Regions from separate parts of the Drosophila melanogaster genome. Here all the other regions are linked to region 1. Evidence: chromatin contacts called from public Hi-C and HiChIP or PLAC-seq data. All regions are on one chromosome and are shown on one strand. The core of a region is the stretch at or near the end of the contact, and the rest is flanking DNA. Distances in the headings are between cores, read along the strand shown.

Region 1 (5,085 bases), core at 1,355-3,854:
TTCTGATCACTAAATAGCTCTAATATAAGTTATTAGCATTAAAAGCCAAATAAACAATAACACGTGAAATTGCTAACACCTATACATAAATAAACAACATACTAAATAAATAAACTTTTTCCATTTTTCTGATCACTAAATAGCTCTAATATAAGTTATTAGCATTAAAAGCCAAATAAACAATAACAAAATGTTATCTCTTTGAAGAGTAAGGTTCTGTAGCAACCAGTTACTTGGTGGCAAAATCAAAACACGCAGGACATCGGGAAAAATCGATGCGAGCATATGACCCGCAAGTGGAGCGGGAAAAAACGCAGGCAAACCAGTTCCACATACCTTCAGGTTGCCGATGAGCTCCATGAACTGAAGTATCTCGCCGAGGCCCGAGCTGAAGCAGGGCTTCTTGCCGGCACTGGCCGATGCGGCGGCCACCTCGTGGCAGGATGCGCCCAGTCCGGGCGTCTCCACATCTCCGCCGCCCGTGCTGGCCGTGATTTCATCCGATTTCTGCGACTGCAGAGGCTCAGCTGCTAGCGATGACATGGCGAACTTGGTGGCGGTCTGCTGATGCTGCTGTTGCTGCGAGGACTTGGCACTGGTCTGTCCCTTGGCTGACTGCGTGTGGATGTGGCGCTGGATGTCCTGGCTGCGCTGCTGAAGTATCCGTCTGGCTAAGTGGTGTGATGTGAAATTCTGGCCGTGCGCCGACTCCAAATCCGACTCTGATTCACCGTGACTGCGACCGTCCGTGTGCGATGGCGAACCGTGACTGCTGTTGTCGCCGAACTTCGCTTGACTAGAGTGCTTTGTGGCGGCAGACGCTGTGGCTGTGCACTGAAAAAATATGTGGGTTATTCAAATCTAGCGTTGTAAAACTAAATGATAAAAGCAATACAAAATCTAATCTTGTATTAATTTTAAGCAAATATGCATGCAAATTGATTTTAATTATACGTTAAACTAATTATTTTTACCAGTGTCTTTGTGGCTCCCGACGTCACGCCGCTTGCTGTCGCTCGGAGCAACTGCTGTAGTTGTAGTGAGAACATCGCGACCACAGATGAGATCAAATTCAGATCGTGGGCCACAAATTTGTAGCCTGAGTCAAACACGTGATGTGCAAGTGGCGTCTGTAGGTGAGAAAGGGAGGGAAATACATAATCGTAAGTGTTGTTGTCATGAGCAACAATTCGGAACAGTTTTATTGCATGCGATTAATTTGACTGAGAAAATGAGAAATAAAGTGTCATGGGATAAACTGTTATCTACGTTTCTGTTGATTTATGGAAATATGCATATTTAGGCATAATTAAAATCTACTTAAAAACGAATTGAAAGCACTTGATCTGTAATTTCACACTAATTAACAACAAAAAATGCGAGACAAGTAATATATTTTTAAAAATTTAAAGTATTAATACTTTAATGATATTTCCACTTCAATAGGCTGATGCAATGTATATTATGCACACAACCAGTCACTTTTCGCAAAAACACAAAACGAACTGAGGCAATTAAAAATTATTTATTTATTGCAAAACACAATGTCGAAAATGATATTGCTTTTTAAATTTTATAGGTCGTCCAAAGTGCAATCGATGGGCAAAAATAATTAGTTTCTTATCAGCTGTCGGCACTTTTCTTCCCAGTCTCTCATATAAACATAAACATGAAAATGTATGTTTATATGTATGTTGGTACAGTTCGGTTCAAAACAATAACACTAAAATATTACAAAGGATTTAACAGGAATTCCAAGCAATCACAAGAGTTTTAAATCTTAGTTTGCAGTAAATTATGATATACAAAACTAAAGTGAAATAATTAAATAATTTATACATGAATGGAACCGTTTGAAATTAAAGTTTGTTTGCACCTATGTATGTGCCTATGGAATGGAAATGGCTGAAACACACAATCGACTTCAAATTTTGCGCACTATTTTACCGCCGCAGCTGTTTCTCTGATGCACGTGTGTGTGTGTGTGTGTGTAGTTCGGCTACCTGGGTGCAAGAAGTTCCGTTAGAACAGGGGCAGCGAATAAATAGGAAGCGATGCCGAGAATTGACAGGCAGCTCAAGGTGAAGGCGTTCGATCGCGGGGAGGGGGAATTCGTGGCGGTACGTTGTGTGCGTCGTGTGGCACGTAAGCACCGTTAGTTCGTTGCAATGTTGACGACTATGAGCTGCGCCCGCCGATGAGAAACTGAAATGCTTTCTTTTGATTCGGCAACGCGACCGCCGCGGCCACAGCGCTTGTAATTAGATACCATCGCACACCCACACACACACACATCGCACACGCGCACAACTACAACAACAAAACGAAATAGTTAGAATTACTAACGGAATTTATGCAACAGCTCAACAATCTGCATTCTGCATCACCAAGCGCTGTGCATCGTGCTGCGATGAATATTTTTAATTTAATACACCAATCCACTCGATCTCTCGCCCGCCGACGGGCAAATAAACAATGTTGCGCGCTCTTTTATTCAATTGTGTTGGCTTTTCGCAGCAATTGCACAATTGTCTTTTTTCGGTTACACTTTTCGTTATTCTGACCGCGAGCAGCTGTTGGCGTCGGTGTGACCAGGTCACGGCAAAATGCCATCGAGCAGCGGCGGTCAGCTGCTTGCTTGAGTCATCAGGGCTGGGTAAACCGAAATTCGTGGTTTCACTCCGAGCCTTACTGTATTGGTGATAAACTTGGATGAAAACATTTTCTGGCAGTCTGGCAGCGCCCTGCATTTAACACTGCAACAAAAAGGAGGAGTGAGTAAAATAAGTAAAGTTAAAGGGTTAAAGGGCAAAAATGGTTATGGCTTAAATCATTAAAAAGAAGTAACATTTGTGATGATTTATTGAATTCGCAAAGATTTCGCATCAGCAACATATAGCTTGAAGGATTAAATATCCTTCGAAATACTTAAGAGATTTAACCCAAGCAATACCCACTGTGTATCTGTTTTTTATTAATATTTCATGATTCAAGCTCTGTATTAAACCGCTTTCTTGTGTAGCTACTTTGTTATAATTATTTACTTTCCAGATTATATTGCAATCGCTTTCTGACAGAAATAGGTCGCCAAATAAGTCGCTTCTAAGGCAGTTAAGCGCGGAATGAGTTAGACTAAAACTGTCAAAACGTCAACCACTAAGCCCAAAATGGATCCAATGGATCTGGAGGGCAGTGCGACCACAAGCCAATTTAATTGATTCCAGCCAACTGTCACGTTGGCAGTCGCGTTTTTGGGGGACTGGGCGATAATTTGGACGGCTTCCGGTTGGGCGATGCGGATTATGAATAAATTTAAATCGACGGTTACGACTTATGCATATTTTAGACAACATTACCGCACATAAATCCGTTGCATCTATTATGCAACAGCGCTTTGCTTGCGGAAATGATTTATTTATGGGTCAACTAGCAGTCAAAGTGCAGGCTTATTTGTATTTTTTTTTGTAACTGCGTTTGTGGAAATCCTCAATGGAAAATGTATTAACATTTATTTTATCGGCGGTATGCAATTAAATTGGTGTAATCTTTTGCGCAAATTTCATAATTGATTCGAATAAATTGCTGCACAATTTTACCCATCATCAATTTAAAATCTTTTACAATGGCATTAGGAAAAGTTGTAGCACTCAGTCAACAAAAAAGATAGAAGTTTGAATATATATATCCTTTATATATTTACTGATATAGATATGCATGATTTTGCAACATCAACTTATTTTTGCAATGTCCCAAGGACTTGATTATCTTCCGGCGCAGCTGAATCTCTTTGAGGGGCATACCAAAAATTTTTCAATTTCAGCAGATGCAACTTTTCATCCATTTCCTTATTTTGCTGCGTAACTGGCAAGTGAAGCGCTAATGAAAAACTTTGACAGAAAACTGCATTCCTGCAGGGAAATTGAAAGCCTGCGCCGAATGACAGGAAAAATTGCGAATAAGAAGAAGTTGGAGGACAGGCACTAAGGAAGGAATAACAATAGTCTGCCACGGTCGATGGGCCAACGCGGCGTATGATTAATGCTACCCCGGCATCAATGGAAATCAATTAATTAACGACAACAACAAGGAGCTGCCGAGGCAGGAATCGATGGGAAGTGGAAAACAAAGGACACGCGCTCTCGTCTGCTCATGAATGAATCAGCGATTGAATGAATGAATGAGTGTAATGACTCTTTCATTAAGCGCTGGACCGTGAATAAAGCATTAACCCAACCAGCAACCAGCAACCAGGCAGCATAATTTGCCCGGAGCAGCTGCATAAATTTCCATTCACTTAGACAAATGTGACAAAACGGAAATTGCAAACGGAGCTAAGCACTCGGTAGCATTTCAGTTTCCTGTCGGCAGCCAAAAGTCCCAGGACGAGCTCAAGGATCCTCTGCTCCTCGATTGGCATTTCGCAACCAGGCATTCGCCTGCCCAGCTGGCTTAATAAATGATGAACACGCTGAAGCATATTGAAATGTAATTCATAACGAAACAGCAGCAGCACCGGTTCGCACAGTCCCAGTCCCAAGTCCATCTTTTGTGCCGGATTGCGCATACGTCATGTTGGACACAGGAAGTGCCTGCAGGCAGTGTTCCGCTTGCTTCCATATGCTAATTGAATTATGCATCGGCCAGCACTGCACTTAACTCGATAAGCGCTGTGAAAAAAGTAGATTTAAATTGAATGTTCTTCTACTTCTGATTCAGTCAGCATATCATGTCTATGATGGTAAACTATAACTTGCTTAAAATGGTAGAAATGATTTTCATTACTGTGATATGAACATTTGGCAACAGAAATCACTCTATAAAATCCAATGATTAATCGTAGTCAATATAACAAACGACTTGTCAGCAAGTTTTCAATGCAACCAATGAGAAATAATTGAATCGCGCGTTATGGCAATTTTACACTTAAAATCACTACCATTTTATTAACAGTGACGAGCATTGACGAACAAAATCATTTAAAAAGTAATCAATTTACTTATTGATTTTACCAATTTAATTAAACTTTCTCCGGCAAAAACCGATGACTGCAGGTCATTTATTATCGCTTTTTGTACAAGCAGAATG
Region 2 (5,085 bases), core at 766-3,265, 240 kb before region 1:
GGCGCGACTTCGTGCATCTGCCAAAGTTACCGACGACTGCGGCGCAGCCAGTTTCTGCAGCTGCTGTGCCAACGCAGTACTCATTTTGGATGATCGTTTTTTCCTTTTTTCTCAAGTTAATTAAAGGTAAAAACGGAGAACAATAAATGTGCGGCAACCGCACTCCACACGTGTTTTGTTGGTGTGGCCAAAGATCTCTTGGCAGTACACAAAGTAGCTTACGGTAAATAGCGCGCATTGGCGTTAGCCAAGACCCAAACCAGTATACTACAGCTGATTTTAAACATTTTCTGTTTGAATTTATTTTATGCAATGCAATCAATAATAATAAAATATTTTTAAGACTTGCCTAACATATTAAGGCTGCCTTTGAAGCCTGTTATAATGATGTATAATAACAAAGCCTTACATGTTAATAAACAGGAATCACTTTCCCCCAGTTATAATTATAACAATTATAGTTCTAAAAATGATTTATATATTTTGCATGTGTAAAAAATACTTAATCTCGCAGAGGTACAGAATTCCGACAAACCTTACATGGAACGATTTAAAAACATATATATGAATGTACGTGATGAAATGGAACTTAATGCGATGGACATAATACGAAATTAATGAGATTTAAAAAAATCGAATACTAATCGTAATAGTTAAAAGCCTATGATAAAGCTAAAAGCAGAGCCGCTTGAGCGAGTTCTTCCTTGTGATTTTCGGATCACGGTTCTGGGCACGTTGTGGCGGCGTCAGTCGCTCCCGTGGCATCATCAGTTTGGATGGTGTGTCCAGTTCGGTGACCAGGCAACGCTCGCCGGGATGCGACTTGCACAGACAGTTGACGCAGAACCGAAACTGGCAGATGACACTGGTGCATTCGGCGAAGTTATATGGCGGTCCTTGCGGTGAAGTCCTGACCTCGTCAAGATCCAGGGACAGGAAGCGTTTGAGAGGCGGACCCGTCATGCAGGGGAATGTGCTGGTTGTACGTCCAATAGGCAGAGTTTGCGACAATAGGTTTTCGCCACACTTGGCCGCCTCGCTTATGAAAACCCGGCTGCCTCGACCGCATCGCGGACACTTGACGCGCTGCGTCTGCTCGCGCAGCACCCTTCCGGCATCCACGTCCATCAGGTGGATGCTCGAGTTGCCCGAGTCCATTAGCGAGGCGGCGCTGTTGGCCAGGCTGCTATGGTTCGAGGTCTGCAATGGCACTGTGTGGTTTGCCTTGGGCACATGGCTGCACCGCTTGGGCACGTGAGGATTCTCTTTGGTTAGATTCAATTTGAGTCGGTGGTTCTGTAGGCGCTCCAAGTCGCGTTGGCTGCGATAAACAGCCTGCTTCCAGGCCGGCGATACCTTGGTCATCACGTCCAGCGTGTGGGCGCCCACATGACGCAGTATGCACTGCAGTGCCGGTTGCCATTGCGCCAGCTTGGCCACGATATCCAGCTTTTCGACACCGCCGTAGAAGCGATTCTTGGGCGGTTCTTCTATGTGGGGAAAGAGCAGCTTTTTGGACTTCTTGGGGCTACTGTGTGGCGATTGAAAGTGTTTCTTGCGTCGCTTGGGCAGACTATGCTCATCCTGCAGACGCGGAGTCATAGAGAAAGGCTCCTCCTCCGCGGAAAATTTCTTTTGGGGCTGTGTTCTGGGATAGGGCTTGCCCCAGTAAAGGTCCTGCTCCTGGTGGCCACTGGGCGTGTTCAGCCCCCGAAAGAATGTTGTGGTATTCGATGCATTGCGACAGTTTTCGCCCTCAGCGTCCTCCAATAAAAATGGCGTCTCCGCGGTGGAATTGTGCAGCGCCAGGAAGGATGTGTAGCCAGACTCGTTCATCTCCAACTCGAAGGATGACCCTCGGCTTGGGCTCTTCTTCCGCAACGCCGCGCGCCGATAATAGGCGCTCATCTTGACCGAATTTTAAACTTTCGAATTGTTATGCTTTTCGCATCGGTTGATTGTTTTTGGGTACGGATCAGTGTGACCGCCCCAATAAAATACTAACTGGCTACTAAATAGATACCAGTTCATTGTCGGGTCAACTCAGAATGCTACGTATCGCGTTGCCAACCATTTGATATATATTATCGTGACTGTTAGGCAAACCATTTAAACTTGTGCATTAAAAGATGCCACTTGATCGGATTATTGGAATCTGACAGTTAATCGTAGACTCCTATTAACATAAGCAACTTCAGCCATTTATAAACATGTCTAAAAGAGTTCAAGCTGTACAAGATTTGAGGTTCTGGAATAAGATAGCGTTTTTTCATTCTATGCAGTGTGTACATACTTCCATATTAGCGAGTACACATTCCAAAGCTAGCGAAGACGCACTTGCGACTAATGCTCTCGAAAAAAGAAGTAAAATAAAGAATAAGAGTGATAAATAATATGTATAATCAGTTCATTAAGTTAAAAACACCAAGAATTTGACTTTCAATAAATTATATTTCCATGCCTTACGCCATAAGTATAAAATAAATACCTATATACTCAGCTTATTGCTTTAATACCAATTCGAAAATAGAAAACTTTCACTTATTAAATATGGAAATAAGTAATAGTTTGAAAACATTCACTTTATAAAAACGGGATTCCGTTTAACATCTTATATATTATTATTATATTATTATATTATATTATATTATTATATTATATTATATATATTAAAAGTGTATTTCATCGTCTTAGCTTTGAAGACATTGGTAAAATTATGTTGATAAGCTTATAAAAATACTCTCGATTAGCTGACATATGGTGCTATTTAAATTTCTACGCCTATAACAAAAAGATTTTAATCGAACATAAGTATATCTATATCTATTAAAATTGAAATCATTACAAATTATTTTATGAGATATGTCTTCTGTTCCCTGTTTGGCCCAATCAAAATTCGGCAGTCAGGATAATCTGGCCTTGGCCATCATCAGTGTCATCAAATTAACGAAAATCCCTCAATAATTTATCATTTGTTCTCCCTGACTCGTCCTTAGATTTTTTCCGTTCCGCTTCCCTCATCTTCTTCTTTGCCGCGTCCTTTGTGCCCACTGACAAATTTGCCAGCTCAAGTTTTTTGTGCAAATCATGACGGGGCATAGATTTGGGATTCATGTGAAAGTCTTCCTTCGCCGCTAGGTGGATAGTTTCGTCAGCTGTCCATAGAGTCAGCTAAATGAAGCCCCATGACCCACCACCACTGGCCAACCCATGCTCGTGCCCATTCCCATTCCAAGGACCATTTGCAACCGCCCGACGACTTCATCCACTTGCTGGGAAAGATGAGAGGTCGAGAATCTGTTGTGGTTGCCGGGGGAAAATCAATGAATGATATTTCCTTTATGAGGCTCAATTATTTGCTGCGGGGATTTGCTATTCTACCCCGGATTCTGTCATCTGGTTCGTGCCTCATTGTCCTTCTAAATGCTTTGGCAAAATATTTTGGGTATTTGCGCTGCCTTTTGTCGGCCAGCAGCTTCTGCGTTAATAATTTATGAATACTTGCTCGTTTATTGTTTTGCATTATTTATGGTTTTATTATTTGTCTATTTGCTGCCACCAAAAGGGGCGTGTCGGCGGGCAAAGATTTTGTTTTGATTTTAATTAAATCGACGGACAGACGCACATCGGCTTAATTTAAAGTCATTTGACTGTTCTAATCTCTTTTCCACTGACCGGTTTGCCCATCTTTTTTTTTTTTCGGGCGTGGATATGGCAGCATATTAATTGTCGTCGTGGCTTTGGGATTAATCTGTGGTTCATTTGGTTCGGTCCTGGGAAGTCGTGGTCACCCTGTTTGCTTTGAGATCAGAGGGATGTTAACTAATGACTTTGTCAATGGGAGCCGAATGAGTCGAACTAGGGATATGTGCTAGGCATTGATTTATCTTAGGTGTATATAGAAGATAACTGCAATGATATTTAAAGTATTATATAAAATATTACAAGATTTGCTAGAAATAATATGTTGTTGGTTGAATAATGAAGTAGTGCTCTTGCACTCATAAATATTGTTTTCAAAAATAAGTCTCAACTCATTTCCTTGACTTTACTTTAAGGACTTACATTACTTCCTGTACAAATCGCGACTTTACCATACCATGAATCTATTTGCCTTGTCCTGCTTCGAGAATGCTAACTAACCTTCACCCCAAAAACTACTGTCAACAGAACACAATTCCTTATGGCTGAGGGAAAATCCTTGAGGCAAGGCAAATCCATGTCCAAAAGGTCGCGACATATGTAGCGCATATATGCATACATATGTTTTGATGTGGAGCTATGTTTGCACGGATATTGATATGCGGCTGATTAATTTGAGTTTACGCACCAGAACGACCCGGAATGATGACAAATGGGGGAAAGGAAGGGCAGCTCCTGTCAATATTTGCACTCAATCCGTACATATGCTCTAATTATTATCCTTTTGGCAGTGGGCAGTGCCCTGTTTTGGCATTATGTCGCTGCACGCACACCCATTCCACTCCATTGGTGCTTTAACCCATGACAGCCCGATCAAACATGGGTCGGTCGCTCGAATCAACTAATTATGGTAATTTACCGCGGAATGTCAACAAATATTTTGTAACCGGTTATTTTATCGCACGGCCGCGACTCACGTAAGTCCTTCGACCAAGGAAGGAAGTCACCCATCCACACTGGACACACTGCAACTGGAACTGAAGGTGGAGGATGGAGGATGGGGTGGAGTTGGAGATGGAGCTGGCCAGGATGGCATTGTGAGTTGTCGTGGCTTGGAGCTGGACGGGGCAGTCGGAGCATTTGACAAACGATGTTTACCGCGGTGGGAGGCCATCCTGGGTGTCCTTGCGGCCACGCGAAGTGGTCGGATTATTTTTAACCAAACGAACGGACAAACTCAAATGGCTGTGCAAGCAAAGTAACCCGAACTGGAACTCAAACTGGAACGGAACCCAATTCGCTTGATTGTGTTTGATTTCGGCGGTGGGTTTATAAGTATATGAGTACTCATTCTTGCTACCCTTTCGTAGGTTGTTAACTTGTTAAAATTGAGTTGTTAATGGATGTATGTTCCCTAGTTTTAAAAAGTTTGAAGAATATCTT
Region 3 (5,085 bases), core at 694-3,193, 150 kb after region 1:
ATAATGCTCAGACAACTGACACGGTCAATGGGCCCGACCTCGCGGCTGCTTAAGCAGGTCAACTATGGCACAAATGCCCCAGCTGGCACCCACATTCCCGTGACCAAGGCCCTGGAAATTGGACAGTGGGAGGAAAAGCTCAAGGCCGCCGGCGTCGAGGACAGGAAGTTCAACGTGAAATGCATCGTGTCGCATGTCCTGAAGCAGAAGTTTGTAAGTATCTGTGAGAAAAGCTGGCTATCAACATCACTAACCATGTTTACGTTCCGTAGAGTTCGGTTCCTGACTCATTTGACCAGCTGCAGCTAAATCCCGGCCAGCTGGCGGATTTCGAGCGCTTCCTGGAGGCCCGTTGTGCCCGCATGCCGTTGCAGCACATCATTGGCGAGTGGGACTTCATGGACATTACGCTGAAGACATCGCCGTCGGTCTTCATTCCACGCCCCGAAACGGAGGAGTTTATGCGCCTGGTGATCGATGATCACAAGAACGCAAAGCACGTCGATCTTTTGGAGGTGGGCTGCGGCTCGGGCGCCATGTCCTTGTCCATGCTACACAGTCTGCCGCAGGTGGTGGCCACTGCCATTGAGCGTAGCAAGGCGGCAACCGTTCTGGCTGCGGAGAATGCCAAAATGCTGGGGCTGCTGAATCGATTTGAGGTACACAACCACACCATGGAGGAGGACAAGTACCTGCCGGAGGCGCTGAAGGACAAGAAGTACGATTTGATCATCTCCAATCCTCCGTATGTGAAAACTGAGGAGTTTCAGTTTCTGCATCCCGAAGTCGTGGTGTAAGTGATGTTATACCAGATGGATGCAGTGCACTAACTATCTTATATCCCCAGGTATGAGAACCTTAATGCCCTGGACGGTGGGTCCGATGGATTGAGGGTGGCTCGACTGGTTTTCGACTTGGCTTGTCGGCACCTGCGTCCCGGTGGCAAGCTCTGGCTGGAACTGGGCAACGACCACCCGCCGATGGTGAAGACCATTATGAATCTGAAGTACGAGGGCCGGCTCAAGTTCATCGCCGGCTACAGTGACCAGTATCAGCGCGAGAGATTCGTTCAGATCGAGAAGGTCTAGGCGAGATTGCGCCATAGACAGGACGGAATGCTATGACTTTGACAATGCAATTAGCTATAACGTTGCCCATGCATTTAGCTGTGATTTGATTTAAGACCAGACATACCTGCACGCTGCCCAGAGACTCACACCTATATAAACAGAATATATAGCGCTATTAATCCTTAAGTTTCGTCTCTGAATCTTTTAGCAACAACCGCAGGCGGTATTACTTCACAAATATACCTGTATAAATTGCACAATGCAATTAGCTGTTTGATTTATGACCATATTATTATCAGTATACAAAAACCACAACGACTTTTACCTAAGGCTTTCTACTGCATTTTTGATCCTATAATAATGGATTAACATGATTTTAAAGATCAATAGGTTAAAAGTATAATGCACCTATAATAACTGGTCACTGATTTAAACTATGGCGATTATGATTTATAACCAGAGGCTTGCTGCCATAAATTGGAGGGTGTTAATGATCATCGCGGATCGAGTATAATGCTGTTTAATCAAACTGATGTATTCTATATCTGCGATAAGCAAAATGCTAACCATATTTTTGGCCTGAAAGATGTGTATCCTGTCAATATATAGAATCAGAATATTTCTATGCAAATTAGAAAGTTTTTGCTTAAAGTTACCACTTTAATGCTTATAGGTGTACTGATTATGAAAACAAGGACACATGTCCACAAGGATTACCATAATTATGAACCCGAGTGCATAAATCCCCCGACTTCGCATCTGAATCTTGTTGTAACCGCTCCGCTGGAGAGCTTTAAGCTCCGGAGCGGATAAAAGCTCCGACAGAGTGGCTCGGAGCAACAAGTGGCTAACTTCCGTTGCCAGTTGGAAGTCGAAACTCGCGCCGGACGAGTCTGCGGAATCCGGGTGCGCGAGTGGAACGCGGATTTAGATTGTCGTAGCTCTTTAATTCAATTGACGATTTCGAGCTGCGATCTCCTTCGTTCGGCTGGTGTGTGTTGTTTCACTTTCAAGTACGCATACATATGTGTAGTATAATTAACAAATGGCTAAATCATAATTAAAGTCGGAGTTTCAGTGGATATCACAATGAGCGCTTGATGAAAGTCAAGAAGAGGGAACTTAAAAAGCGCCGAAACAAAACAAAAACGAGAAACACGTTAAACGAGAAATTGATTTTAAAAATTCTACATAAATTTGACCATATAGATTTGGGTAAATGAATGAATGTGCATATATATGTACATGTATATATATATACATACGCCCAAACTGCGATTTGAAGGCGGTTTGAATGTGGATTGGAAACTTTTAGAAACCAATTAGCCAGATCGTGACATTACTTAATGCATTTATCCGCCCGATCGACGCGTGCAAGTGTGTGCCTGTGTGCGTGAGTGCGTGCGTGCGTAAACATGAATACCGAATTGAATCGAGTTCAAACTTGCGTTCTTTTCGCCGACTGGTTTTCCGGCGAGGCTGGCTTAATCGCCTTGCGTTTGTAATTTTAGCACACTTTCAATATTTATTGTCGGTCCCTGCTCCCCGGCGCAGAAAATGCGAATAACAATCTGAGCAAACAAGATTCGGCAACGAATTTGCAGCTTGCCGCGCTGTGCAAATAAAAGTATATATAAAAGTATGTACATATATACATTTATATATAGCTGGTAATGCCTCCTTTGGCAGCATCAATATGTGCACCTGCTACGTGCAACACCGACTTGCAGCAACAGCCAACCGATGAGCGAAAGTCGCACGCCGATTGTGTTAACAAGTGTGTGGCTGGCTGCTCCCTGCCCGCATTTTAATTCATCATCCGCACCGTGTGCCAAGGCACTGCGATTCCCAATCCGTGGAGCTGTGAACGTTTTTGGCGACCTGCAGGCTAAGCAAGCGATTTATATGCTGCCGCTCACATGGCACAAGGTCCCATCCAAAAACAGCAGCGGCCAAGATAGTAGTTCATATGCACATATTTGGGTTCTTAACAGGTTAATTGTCATTTTATAATGATATGGGTTTAATAGGTTTCCATATCTGATCCAAAACTATACAGAAATGGAAGAAAGTCATCATAGGTGATCTTTTATTTGATAATTTCTTACATAAAGTTACTACTTCTTGTTCCCCATTGTACGTTGTGTACAGTGCGCGACGGCTAAGAAAACGGAGTGAAAATCAAGATAGTCGTTATCTAGTTTAGATGGCCTTTCGCAGTCGGGGACTGGGAAACATTGAAATGCAAATACGCCGCCTCGGTAGTTTCATTTGTGTGTCAAAAATTGTGTGGGGGTGTGGGGGGTTAACCCGGCTTAGACTCTAATCTGATCGATCGGAGTGTGAGAAATGGCCTGCTAATGGAATACTTACCACTTTCCCACACTTTTCAATCGCTTCAGCCGAGTGTGTCACCTGTGCGAGCCCATTAATACCCAAGGATGAGCTGGACAAACGAAAGTTAGTTGCGATCGCGTGAAAAGGGAAACCGGACAGTCGGTTTTTTGAGTGCGGATACAAAGTCTACATGTGGCACAACGACAACAGCATCGGCCAGTAATTTAAATGCTTCGCGGCGGCAATTGAAAGGGCCAGCAATTAACCACGACTACTGCAGCTGCGAGGCATAGTGGAAAATCACTTTTATAGACGTACATACATAACTCTATATATACATAGAGTTAGCTCCTGCAGCAAAATGAAGAACCGCCAGCGAACGCGCCGAATATCGCTAAATGAAAACCACAACAGATACATGGGCAGCGGCGGCATCGATGTACAAATAGTTACCAATACAAAGGAGCCCAATCAAGTCAATTTAAATTCATCGTCAGCCACGACGACCTCAGCGGAGGCTGCTCTGCCCGCTTCGCTTCCACTTGCTCAGATAGCGCAGCAGCCACATACCCATCCCCATCCCCATCCCAATCCCCATCTCCACCAGCAACACCAGCTGATTGTGACGCCCACAACGATGACGGGCAAGTATCATCCAGCGCACGCCAAGCTGCGAAGATGCAAATCGACGCCGAGTCTCAATTGCGATGGCATGGCGGAGCCCATGGAGGAGGACCAGCTCCATCGCTTTGCAGCATGCTCACGTAACCCCGCCGCGGAGGCTCAGCAGCATGCACAGCCATCGTGCAACAGCAGCAGCAGCAGCAGCGACGGCAGCTGCAACAGCAACAAGTGCAGCAGCAACATCTGCGGTGCGCAGCCAACAACTCCGGAGTCATTGCGCTTCGGATGCGCTCACTACAAGCGGCGGGCCATGTTCGTGGTAAGTGCAACAGGCAGTCCAACTCCATTCATATTATCTATGGATGCTTTTCCAAGCATTACATAAAAGGAAAAGCCCCAGAAAAGTTATAAAAGTTATACACTTGAACTTCTTTGATATGTATATCAATACAAATTTTAATCCTTTTTTAGTGTATCGTAGTATCTATAACCATTCTTAAGATTAGTAGATAGATGTTCGTAGAAAGACTAGACGGATCCATGTATCTAGCAGTCTTACTTGTAGTGAGATTAGTTTATTCAAACCTCAAATGTGAAACCAGTCAACTTATGTGATATAAGAACAAACTTCAATTTTGAAAGTTCTTTTTTTATTTTATACGGGTATAGTTCAATTCCTGGGTCATCAGATAAAGAATTATGCAATTGGAACCCCTATGTCATGATTAGAAAGCGGATCAGTCATTTCACTTTTATAAAATGAATCCTAAAAATACATTGAAATAAATTCAAAGTGATAAAGCCATTAAACATTTCACCCATTTGGAAAATTTTCAAGAAGATTATGATGGCGCCTCTAAATGGCATTTGTATGCCTATTTATCCATCTATCTATCTATGTGTGTGTGTGTGTCTATCCAACACAGCTACCTTCCTGAAAATGGGCGCATTTAACCTTTATTTATTCGTTCCTAAACAAATAAAGTGGCTAAACTCTAAACAGACACCTTTGGCGAAGATTCTTTTGTGTCTGTCTGCTGACTAGATTTTGAAT

The links. A called contact is a pair of places that touch in the nucleus more often than the background predicts. HiChIP or PLAC-seq counts read pairs in DNA pulled down with a chosen protein or histone mark.
Region 2: a Hi-C map of the Kc167 cell line shows a contact between it and region 1, with 2.6 times the contacts expected there. The contact joins the promoter of Rca1 here to the promoter of CG11050 in region 1. A contact is called at or near these places in 7 of 107 Hi-C or Micro-C datasets (the Kc167 cell line, embryo, eye imaginal disc and 2 more) and 1 of 6 datasets of contacts at active chromatin or transcription factors (the Kc167 cell line).
Region 3: a Psq HiChIP or PLAC-seq map of the Kc167 cell line shows a contact between it and region 1, with 3 times the contacts expected there. The contact joins the promoter of Rchy1 here to the promoter of CG11050 in region 1. A contact is called at or near these places in 2 of 107 Hi-C or Micro-C datasets (the Kc167 cell line and eye imaginal disc) and 1 of 6 datasets of contacts at active chromatin or transcription factors (the Kc167 cell line).

The regions. Positions count from the first base shown.
Region 1 is chr2L:6,608,530-6,613,614 of dm6, reverse strand. It overlaps CG11050, which reads right to left and starts at 2,604. Exons shown (of 5, transcript NM_135208.6): 1 at 2,347-2,604; 2 at 975-1,130; 3 at 337-834. The coding sequence starts at 1,049.
Region 2 is chr2L:6,849,245-6,854,329 of dm6, reverse strand. It overlaps Rca1 (Regulator of cyclin A1), which reads right to left and starts at 2,015. Exons shown (of 1, transcript NM_057866.3): 1 at 464-2,015. The coding sequence starts at 1,908. The coding sequence ends at 673. l(2)k09022 (lethal (2) k09022) reads right to left here and starts at 188. Exons shown (of 4, transcript NM_135235.3): 1 at 1-188. The coding sequence starts at 84.
Region 3 is chr2L:6,462,527-6,467,611 of dm6, reverse strand. Rchy1 (Ring finger and CHY zinc finger domain containing 1) reads left to right here and starts at 1,943. Exons shown (of 6, transcript NM_135186.2): 1 at 1,943-2,083; 2 at 3,473-4,350. The coding sequence starts at 3,769. It overlaps HemK1 (HemK methyltransferase 1), which reads left to right. Exons shown (of 3, transcript NM_135187.4): 1 at 1-213; 2 at 273-793; 3 at 848-1,395. The coding sequence starts at 4. The coding sequence ends at 1,088.